Linked DNA regions of Mus musculus: region 1 is linked to region 2. Evidence: chromatin contacts called from public Micro-C data. All regions are on one chromosome and are shown on one strand. The core of a region is the stretch at or near the end of the contact, and the rest is flanking DNA. Distances in the headings are between cores, read along the strand shown.

Region 1 (4,618 bases), core at 1,948-4,447, 460 kb after region 2:
CCTTTGAAAAATTGAGAATAAAGATAATATGAACTACTTAATGTGCATATATATGTAAACATTATATACATACATATACAAATGCACTATATATATGTACACACATATATATATAGTGTGTGTGTGAGTGTGTGCACGCACGTGCGTGTATTTATGATTTTCAGAACTAAGATTGAAGCTACCCTTTGGCAGATAGAATGAAGTGGAAGTTTTGTGAAGTGGGTGTGGTGTAGCCAATCCTTTTTTTTTCTTAATGAATACAGCTGATGATATACTGGTTTAAGGAATTGCAACCATTATGCATGATAAGTTAGCTGGTAATTATGATTTGAGTATATTTGCCTTTCAGAATGAAATTAGGAACAGTAAAACTGAAGGACTATGTAAACTAGCGTTTTTCAACATACAACTCTTTCACGGGGGTTGTATATCAGATATTCTGCACATCATATTTACATTACAATTCATAACAGTAGCAAAGTTACAGTCATGAAGTAGCAACAAAGTAATTTATGGTGTGGGGGGTCACAACAACATGAAGAATTGTATAAAGAGTCACAACATTAGGAAGGTTGAGAACCACCGTTGTAAACAAATACTCTTGTTTTACTTAGCAATGGAGAAGATTATTCTGGTAAAGAAGAATCGCCCGAGGCTTTTTCTTGGAGAACTAAAGAGCAAGAAGAGCCAAAGCTGACTAGGAGTCAGTGTTGTGTGTCTAATGATCTCTACCTGCTGTCATTAGTGATTTTTAAACTTCTGTACTGGATTTGTAAGAGCTTGAATTTTTTATTTCCTGTAACCAAAACAATTTTTTTCTTTCTAAATAAAATAATTATGATCAGAACCAATGGCGGGGGTTGGGGGAGGCATGCTAGTTGTCATACTTAGGGTTTCTATTGCTGTGATGAAATATCATGACCAAAAGGCCATTTGGGGAGGAAAGGGTTTATTCAGCTTACACTTCCACAAAGGAAGTCAGGATAGGAACTTGGAGACAGAGGCTGATGCAGAGGCCATGAAGAGGTACTCCTTACTGGCTTGCTCTGCTGCTTTTTTTTTTTAGAGCCCAGGACCACAGCTCAGGGATAGAACCACCCAGGATGAGCTGAGCCCTACTCCATCAACAACCAACCAAGAAAATGCCCTACAGCTGGACCTCATGGGGGCATTTTCTCAACTCCTCTCTGATGACTCTAACTTGTGTCAAGTTGAAACAGAAAACCAGCTAGTACAATAACTGAGCACACTTTTTTTTAAAAAGTATTTATTTTTATTTGATGTGTGTTTTATTTATTATTTTATTATGAGCATTTTATCATTTGTTTGTCTGTTTATTTAATGTGTTATTTTATTTGGTGTTCTGCCTAGATGTGTGTCTGTGTGAGTGTTAGATTTTGGGGTTTCAGAAAGTTGTGAGCTGCCTTGTGGGAGCTGGGAAACTCCAAGATCTGAATCATTAGAGAGGAGGTGGCCTCCACTGAGAAAAATGCCTACATGAGATCCAGCTGTAGGACATTTTCTATTGATTGCTGCTGCTGACCCACACACTTCTAGGGGATTCGGCTTCAACCTGGAATCTCACCACAGGAATGCTGGGATTACAGGTACATACTCCATTCCTGGCTTTCCATAAGGGTTCCGGGGGTCTGACGTCAGTACATCAGGTTTGTATAGCAATCACTTTTACCTGCTGAGCTATCCATAAAAATACAAATATTTTTAAGGAGTCCCACTGCCCCTCCAAAATCTGAGCACCAGTGTCATAAAATGCTATTGCTAAAAATAATTGGGTACACAGAATTTGGGGAAGCAACTTTGTTTTGTTTTTTCTTTTCTTTCTTTCTTTTCTTTTCTTTTTTTTTTTTTTTTTTTTTGTTTCGTTTTGTTTTTTGAGACAGAGTTTCTCTGTGTAGCCCTGGCTGTCCTGGAACTCACTCTGTAGACCAGGCTAGCCTTAAACTCAGAAATCCACCTGCCTCTGCCTCCCGAGCGCTGGGATTAAAGGCGTGCGCCACCACGCCCGGCTAGGGAAGCAATTTTCAAATTGCATTCTCATTGACTTTGGTTTTCCGAGACAGGATTTCTCTGTGTAGCCCTGGCTGACCTGGAACTCACTTTGTAGACCAGGCTGGCATCAAACTCAAATCTGCCTGCCTCTGCCTCCCAGGTCGTGCACCACCACTGCCCGGCTCTCAGACTTTTTTTAGACTTTCTAAAGCTCTCAGCCTTATAACTGTTCTTTCACGTGTTTAAATAATTGTTTGTATGCATTTCTTTTCCTTCAGGCAGCCCAGGCTGGCTTCCAATTCACTAGGTAGCCTAGGCTAGCCTTGCACTTTCTGATTCTTTTTCCTCTCCCTTCTAAGTACTGAGGCTGCAATTCTTAGCTGCACACCCAGTCCTAAAAAGAAACTTCTTGAGGAAGGGGACTAAGAGTGATGGAGGAGGCGGCGCTCATAATGTCAGGAATTCTGGGGACAATGGAAGCATAAAGGCAACAGGAGAGTGCAGTGGGTTTTGTTTTGTTTTCACCATGTAACAGGTAACTAAGAATTGACTGGAGGTCAGCACTCTGAGAAGTGCTGGAGAATGAAAAGTATGCTTGAAGCAGATGTCAAGATGCTATGCAAAGGCAGAAGAGTCTCTTCTAACTCAAACTTGAGGCTCTGAGGCTGAGCTTCCCGGCGGCCCTGTGTGCTGGGAATTCCGAAATATATATTCCAGAAGTGAGTCAAGTCATGGAGAAGGCAAGATTTCAGCATAGGCAAATTCATGTATTTAACTTAATTTTTACCCCCTCCTGCTTAGAAAAATAATTATATAAGTGTGGTGTGTGTGCGTGCATGCCGAGCGTGTTTTTAAAAATGTCCTCCTGCCCGGTAGTGGTGGCACACGCCTTTAATCCCAGCACTTGGGAGGCAGAGGCAGGCTGATTTCTGAGTTCGAGACCAGCCTGGTCTACAGAGTGAGTTCCAGGACAGCCAGGGTCACACAGAGAAACCCTATCTCGAAAAACCACCCCCCCCCCAAAAAAAAAAAAAAAAAAGTCCTCGCAAAAAGCCTCTATTTCCCTTTCTCATCGCCCATCCTCCATGCTCGTTGAGAGGAGGAAGATGACATTCATCCTCCTACCGGCAGGGGGCGATAGCCCGCGCATCTTGAGGCCTACAGCCACTCTTTCTCACGTCGCTTGCGTGCTGGTGGTGCTACATACTGCGCATGCGTACGTGACTCCGGTCTTTTTCCCCCTTAGCGCGGCCGACTCTGCAGGTCTGCGTGGAGCCGCGGTTGCGGGTCTCTATTCCGCAGGATGGTGAGTGGGCATCTGGGTCTCAGGCCCGTGCGTGCACCGGGGTGCCCCCTCCTCTCGCGGATGCCCGCTCGGGGTCGGCTCGTGCGACCCGGGGGGCAGATGGCATTCGATTCCCGGCTCTGCGCCCGCCGTTCCAGCGTGGCCTAATGGCTGCCGGGTGCCAGCCGGGGGAGGGGCCGCGGCGGAGGGTGCTCGGGACGAGGCTTCCGAGTCCGGCTGCCAGCCGCAGTTGTCTCCGGGGTCGTCAGGAGGCCGTGCCACGGAAGCCCGAATCCCTCGGCCTCGCACAGAGCCCTGAAGCCGGGAGTGTCTGTCAGTGGAGGCCGTGGCGCTGCTGCGTCCCGGAAGGGATGTGGCGGCCCCTGGCTCTTCCTGGCCAGAGTCTGGCCCTGTTTTCAGAGATTTGCTGAGATCGGACTTGAGAGGTGGGGTGCAGCTCTTCATTTGCGAGGAGTAATTGTAGATCGTACTCTGCCATTTGAGCCCGGTTTAGGCAGGGAGGAAGTGAGCGCCGAGTGGTTGAACTTTCTCGGTGAGGTGTGCAGTTGTCGGCACAGATTGGCTCCGGTGTAGGTGATACATCCCGGCGGTTTGGCGTAGGGATCGATCAGTGGTACAGGAATTGAAAGATTGTTTAAAGGCAGTACGAAAATGTCTTTGTACCTGCAAGTTGTAGTAAGGAGCCTGCAGTTGTGGATGGAGCGACTTGGGTCGGTGCCCTATTCCGCCCAGCCATCTTTACGTGTTTTCTGAGGCTTAGTTAGGTGTGTTTGGCGAAGAGAACCAGTGCAACAGCAGTTCTCCATCTGGTTCTTAACCCATCTGTCAGATATTTGTATTAACGATGAATAACTACAAGATTAAATTAACGAAGCAGCAACGAGATTTATGGTTTGGGGAAGGGTCACCACAGCATGAGGAACTAACCTTATTAAAGGTTGAGCACTGCACAACAGCGATTCTTGTTTCCGGTCAGCTTAGAAACATGCTATAGAAGTTGACACTTGTAATAATTTGCTTTTGAAACTTGGGCATGATTTTGTTACATAGTTAAATAAAAAAATACAGACCAAAACCCAGGTGGTTCTTGCCTATTAATTCGGCGCTCAGAAACTACCAAATGCTAGGTCATGTTGGGCTACATAGTTGGCCTGTATCAAAAGAAAAAAGTCATGGGACGAAACAATTAGCAAAGCCCTGATAATTTTTTTTTTCCTTTAAAGGGGTTTGTGAAAGTTGTCAAGAATAAGGCCTACTTTAAAAGATACCAAGTGAGATTTCGAAGGCGGCGAGGTATGAACT
Region 2 (4,770 bases), core at 1,321-3,820:
AATAGAGAACTATACCACTTCTACCAGAGGCAATGGAAATGACTCCTTTTTGGCTTACAAGGAATCTAGTTCACAACTTCCTGAGAAATATTTAATCTAAGTGACAGAAATATTTCTACAATCCAGCTTGAGCTGAACTTAGACTCAATTTTGGACCAAGCCAGGGGCCTGACCTTATGGGGTGTTTTAGGGTACCCTTTGGACCTGACAATACATAATGGAAATTTACTTAGCTGTAAAGAAAAAAATGTAATGACGTAATTTGCATGTAAATGCATGGAATTGGGAAAATATATATGGAGGTAACTTGGGTGCAGAAATAAGAACACTTTATAAATGGATGGCATGGCATGGTTAAGGGGAAGGTTTTATTACAGAAATGTGGGAGAGAACAGCTAGAGGCATCTGGAAGAGTCTAGAGCAGGGGGAGGGGTAGGCTGAACATGATCAGCAGACTGAAACTGGGCTTGAGAGAAGCAGGAACAACAGAGATAGATAGATAGATGACTGAGATAGATAGATGATAGAGAGATTGATAGATAGGAAGGAGAGCAGAGGGAAGGAAGTAGGAAAGAAGAGGGTGGGGGAAAGCAGGGGTGGGGTGGGGGGAGAGCATAGCCAAAATAGCAGGGTAAGCCCATGAGCTGGAGACATTTACTGTTGTGGAGGAGGTAAGAAGGGCAGCATGTTGACACGAACTCTGAAATATGTAACAGGTACTTGTGATAATGAGGGAGCCTGGAGGCCAACATGAACTTTGGTATGCTAACACACACCACAAATGGCTTCACAAGTTCCCGAGGAATGCTGGACTTTTGTCTAACCACCAGAATTTGGAGAGATGGAATTTCATTTGGGCCTGACATATCGCACATTTGCATTAATAAAAGCAGATCCTAGCTTGGAGTCTTTAGAGCCACACGCTCGACTTAGAATAGTATAAAAGCCTTACAATTTAAGGACTATTGGGGTGGGGAAGCCCTCAAAAAAATGGCAGATAACTTAATAGTTGTGATATGAAACCAGATGGGGCAGTGGAGTTAGGCATGAAAACAGGAAGCTGTGAATCATGAGAGGGTTAACCTTCACTTTTTTTTTTTTTTTTTTTGGTTTTTCGAGACAGGGTTTCTGTGTAGCCCCGGCTGTCCTGGAACTCACTTTTTAGACCAGGCTGGCCTCGAACTCAGAAATCTGCCTGCCTCTGCCTCCCAAGTGCTGGGATCAAAGGCGTGTGCCACCACGCCTGGCCCTTCACATTTTCTTAATCCAAATCATTTATTCCTCAAAGCTAAGTAGGTGTAATGAGCACAGTAAAACAAAACAAAACAAAACAAAACAAAAAAACATGCATTTTAGATTTGTAAAAATAGCTTAGCCAGGAATTCCACTGAACTCAAGGCTGCACCTGATAACCAAAACCTAGTGGCACCACTTAGATAATTAGACACAGCCCTAGAATCCCGTTGACGCCAGTAGATAGAATGTAAACAGAGATTAAGAGTCTGCCCTGTGGCTGGAGAGTCTCTCCCAGGATCCTGACCCTTAATCAAAGACTGTTAGAGTCGTCTGATACAGGCTGACTCCATGACAGGCTTCAAATTGGCAGTCCAGGAGACTAGGCCTAAGAACTGGGCAAATCCAGGCAAGCCCAGGCAAGTCAGTTACTAGAAAAAAACCCTGGCTTTAGGCAGCTGGTCAGAAACTGCCCTGCCATCAGAAGCTGTCCTGCCACCTGGCCTGAAGCAAGGGCAAAGGGTCAACAACAGTTTCCATCCCCCACACCCTGGTAACGGAATATTCTTAGAGATGGAGCAAGATGAAGGTTATCTATCCCAGAATCCCCTAATGTGCTTAAATCAGGCCTGCGAGCTCACTTGATTGTCTCTGTCTTGGTAATGGGAGACCCCAGCATGCTGGACTTCTGTAGAATAAAACACTCTTTGTGTTTACATACTATTTGAGTCCTAGGTATCATTCCTTGGCGAATCATGGACCCTTATATAACCTTCAGCTAAGATACATCACCCAGTTAAGCAGCCTTAGGGAGATGGCCTTGGGACCATAGGAATTTAGGGCATGAACCTTATGTGATGACCCTCGGCATACTAAAATATAACTTGTGCTATACCAACTATGCCTATCTACCTCCTTGCTCAGGACATTAATACTCACTACTGGAAAACTCTTGTGATCCCATCCCCCACCTTACCCCCAACCCCCATCTTTCATAAAGAGGGCAGAGGATGCAGACACCCCAGAAAGAACACATACAAATTCTTCTCACATTGATTTCAAGTCACTTCTCCATAACACTCATTAAACGGTTGACTTAACACCAACCAGTAAGAAGAAAGAACAGATTACAGCTCTGGGGACCTTCCCTTCAGGTCAGTTAGGAGGGCGCAAACAGGCCAATGTAAACAGAGCGAGTGCGCCTGCGCAGCAGCGCCCGGTCACGTGGCTACGGGCTTTGAGTCCTAGGCGCGCGGTGCCTGGTCCGCAGCATTTAGGGACCGGCTGCAAACTAGGTGGGGGCGGGAATTTTCCTTCCGGGGCGGATTCGGCTGCGCGCTGTTGGGCTCGGGAACGCCCCCGTACCGGTCCAGCGCGGCCTGGCACCGGGGTTCTGCGGCCGACATGGCCCACTGTGGAGCGGGAGGTGCGGCCCCGGTGGCCCTTCTGAGTTCCCCGGGGCATGGCAGGAAGGGGCTGCCCAGGAAGGGGCCCGGGGAGCGGCGCCGGCTGAAGGCGGCGGTGTCGGAGCAGCTCAGCCGCGACGTGCTCAGGTAGGAGGCGGGAGCAGCGCTGCTCACTCCCTCCCCGCCTCGCTGCAGTCTCGCTGGGCGCCTCCCTCCCAAGGAGGCTCAGCCCGACCCAAGGAACCGGTGTCTAGGCACTCAGAAGGAGGACAAAAATTAGACCTACACGATGCGTTGCAACCAGTGTTTCTAAGGTTCACACACCGGCAGTGGCTGTTGCTGAGTTCGGGCTGCGTCCAGACCCTGAAACACATACCATGTCTTTAAAAAGTTGGAAGAAAAATTATTCAATTAGGAAAACGAGTGTTTTCTTGACATGAAGGACCGAACCGTGTGCCTTTAACGGGGCAGCTCAGGGTCACAGCTACCATTAATTCCTCTATGCTCTTAGCAGGGAAGGCATAATTCTGACAGGTGGGCAAGATGAACCCGGCCATCAACTAGTGGGGGAAACACATACTGCTGTACTGAAAATAATTCTGGCAATAGCTCTGCTGTGCAAACCTCCCATCCACCCAAGTGGTCAGACTTGCAGACTCCTGTCTCTATTTAAATTGTTCAAAGTGCAGACTGGGGCTGGAACTCGATTTAAAGATGACGGCATATATGAAAATGCATCTCCTAAGGTGTGTATATAAGTTAGTAAAAATTTACTCAAGGCCAGCTCTTCCTTAGGCATTAATTAGCCATACGCAGACCTGTGATAAGTGCGGGAGTGATTTCTTACTGGGAATGCGTATTCTTTCTATAATAGTGTGGGTGATGAGAACCAAACCCAGGCCCTCTGCAAGAGCAATGCTGCTAACCTCTGGATCATTTCTCTCTTATTGCACAATACTTTCGTTTGCTTATTTGGGTTTCGTTGTTTTGTTTTTTGGGTTGTTTTTTCTCAATGTAGCCCAGACTGTTCAGGAACTCACTCTCTAGACCAGGATCACAGATCAGCCTGCCTCTGCCTGTCATTAGAGGCATCTGCCACCACACCTGGCTTTATTCTACAAATCTTACTGTGAACAACTGTGGAAATTTGGGGATCTTCACGTTGAGCTCATATGTTTATCGGGAAAAAAAGCTGAGGTCCTCTTCTTCATAGTCTTCATAGTCTCATTAATAAAATGATTTTAAAAACAGAGTCAATAGGCAAGCTACATGTCTTATCAGCTGCCTGGAAGCATGGGGAAGAGAAAGCCGTGCCTTTTATATCAGGTCTAAGAAAGCTGGTAGGCTACCCAGTGGAGAACAGCTGCTGTGTGATGTGTGAGCTACTTCCAAAGAACAGTGAGAAAGTCCAGAGTGTATGGGCCAGTGTCTAAAAGAAAAGGATAGAAAGGAAAAGAAAACCTTATGCTTTGAGTTAGGACTCAGAAAAGCAGGCAGGTTTCTGTTGTTAGAGGAGCCCATTTGCCAGTGGTGACTACTCAGACACAGTTTCTAGCCAATTGAAAGTATTTGTTCCTATTGGCTGGGACCTAAGTGTACTCCCAAGCATTTAGGTGAGGGGCTTTTAAAGCCACTTCCCCTGTATTGTGCAGCTGCAGGGGGAATTTTGCACAAGCAAACACTGTAACAGAACTTGAGCAGTTAACTGGAGGGGAGGTCTGCACAGTAGGCAGTTTAACAAAAAAGCTAAATTGGCTGGAATCTGTTGACCTTGGATTCCTACAATAGAGTTGGTTAACTTTTTTGTGGGATTCTCTATCAAGGAAACCAAATGTTAGTTAAACCTGAAATGGCCTCAGCAAGAATATGAGATGGAGGAGCCTCTGCGCTGTCTTGCGCTGTCACAATGTCATCATGCTGCAAGTGGCTGCACTGAAGGATGGGCTTCTGGGGAGGAAAAGTATATTATCTCAATATTCCTTCTGGGGGTTGTGCATTCTTAAAGGTACCACTTGCTACCTGGATTATCATACAATTTCTCCACAGAAGTTACCTTGCTTAACTAGCACATGAAGCTAATGTCAGCTTAGTATACAATCCAGTTCAGATGAGATTAAAGTATTGAGATTTA

The links. A called contact is a pair of places that touch in the nucleus more often than the background predicts.
Region 1: a contact with region 2 is called in a Micro-C map of embryonic stem cells, with 3 times the contacts expected there. The contact joins the promoter of Rpl5 here to the promoter of Btbd8 in region 2. A contact is called at or near these places in 1 of 39 promoter capture datasets (stem cell-derived epiblast-like cells), 2 of 484 Hi-C or Micro-C datasets (CD4 T cells and embryonic stem cells) and 2 of 115 datasets of contacts at active chromatin or transcription factors (large pre-B cells and trophoblast stem cells).

The regions. Positions count from the first base shown.
Region 1 is chr5:107,897,331-107,901,948 of GRCm38.p6, forward strand. It overlaps Rpl5 (ribosomal protein L5), which reads left to right and starts at 3,198. Exons shown (of 8, transcript NM_016980.2): 1 at 3,198-3,316; 2 at 4,540-4,609. The coding sequence starts at 3,314.
Region 2 is chr5:107,435,360-107,440,129 of GRCm38.p6, forward strand. Btbd8 (BTB (POZ) domain containing 8) reads left to right here and starts at 2,571. Exons shown (of 18, transcript NM_001378266.2): 1 at 2,571-2,786. The coding sequence starts at 2,638.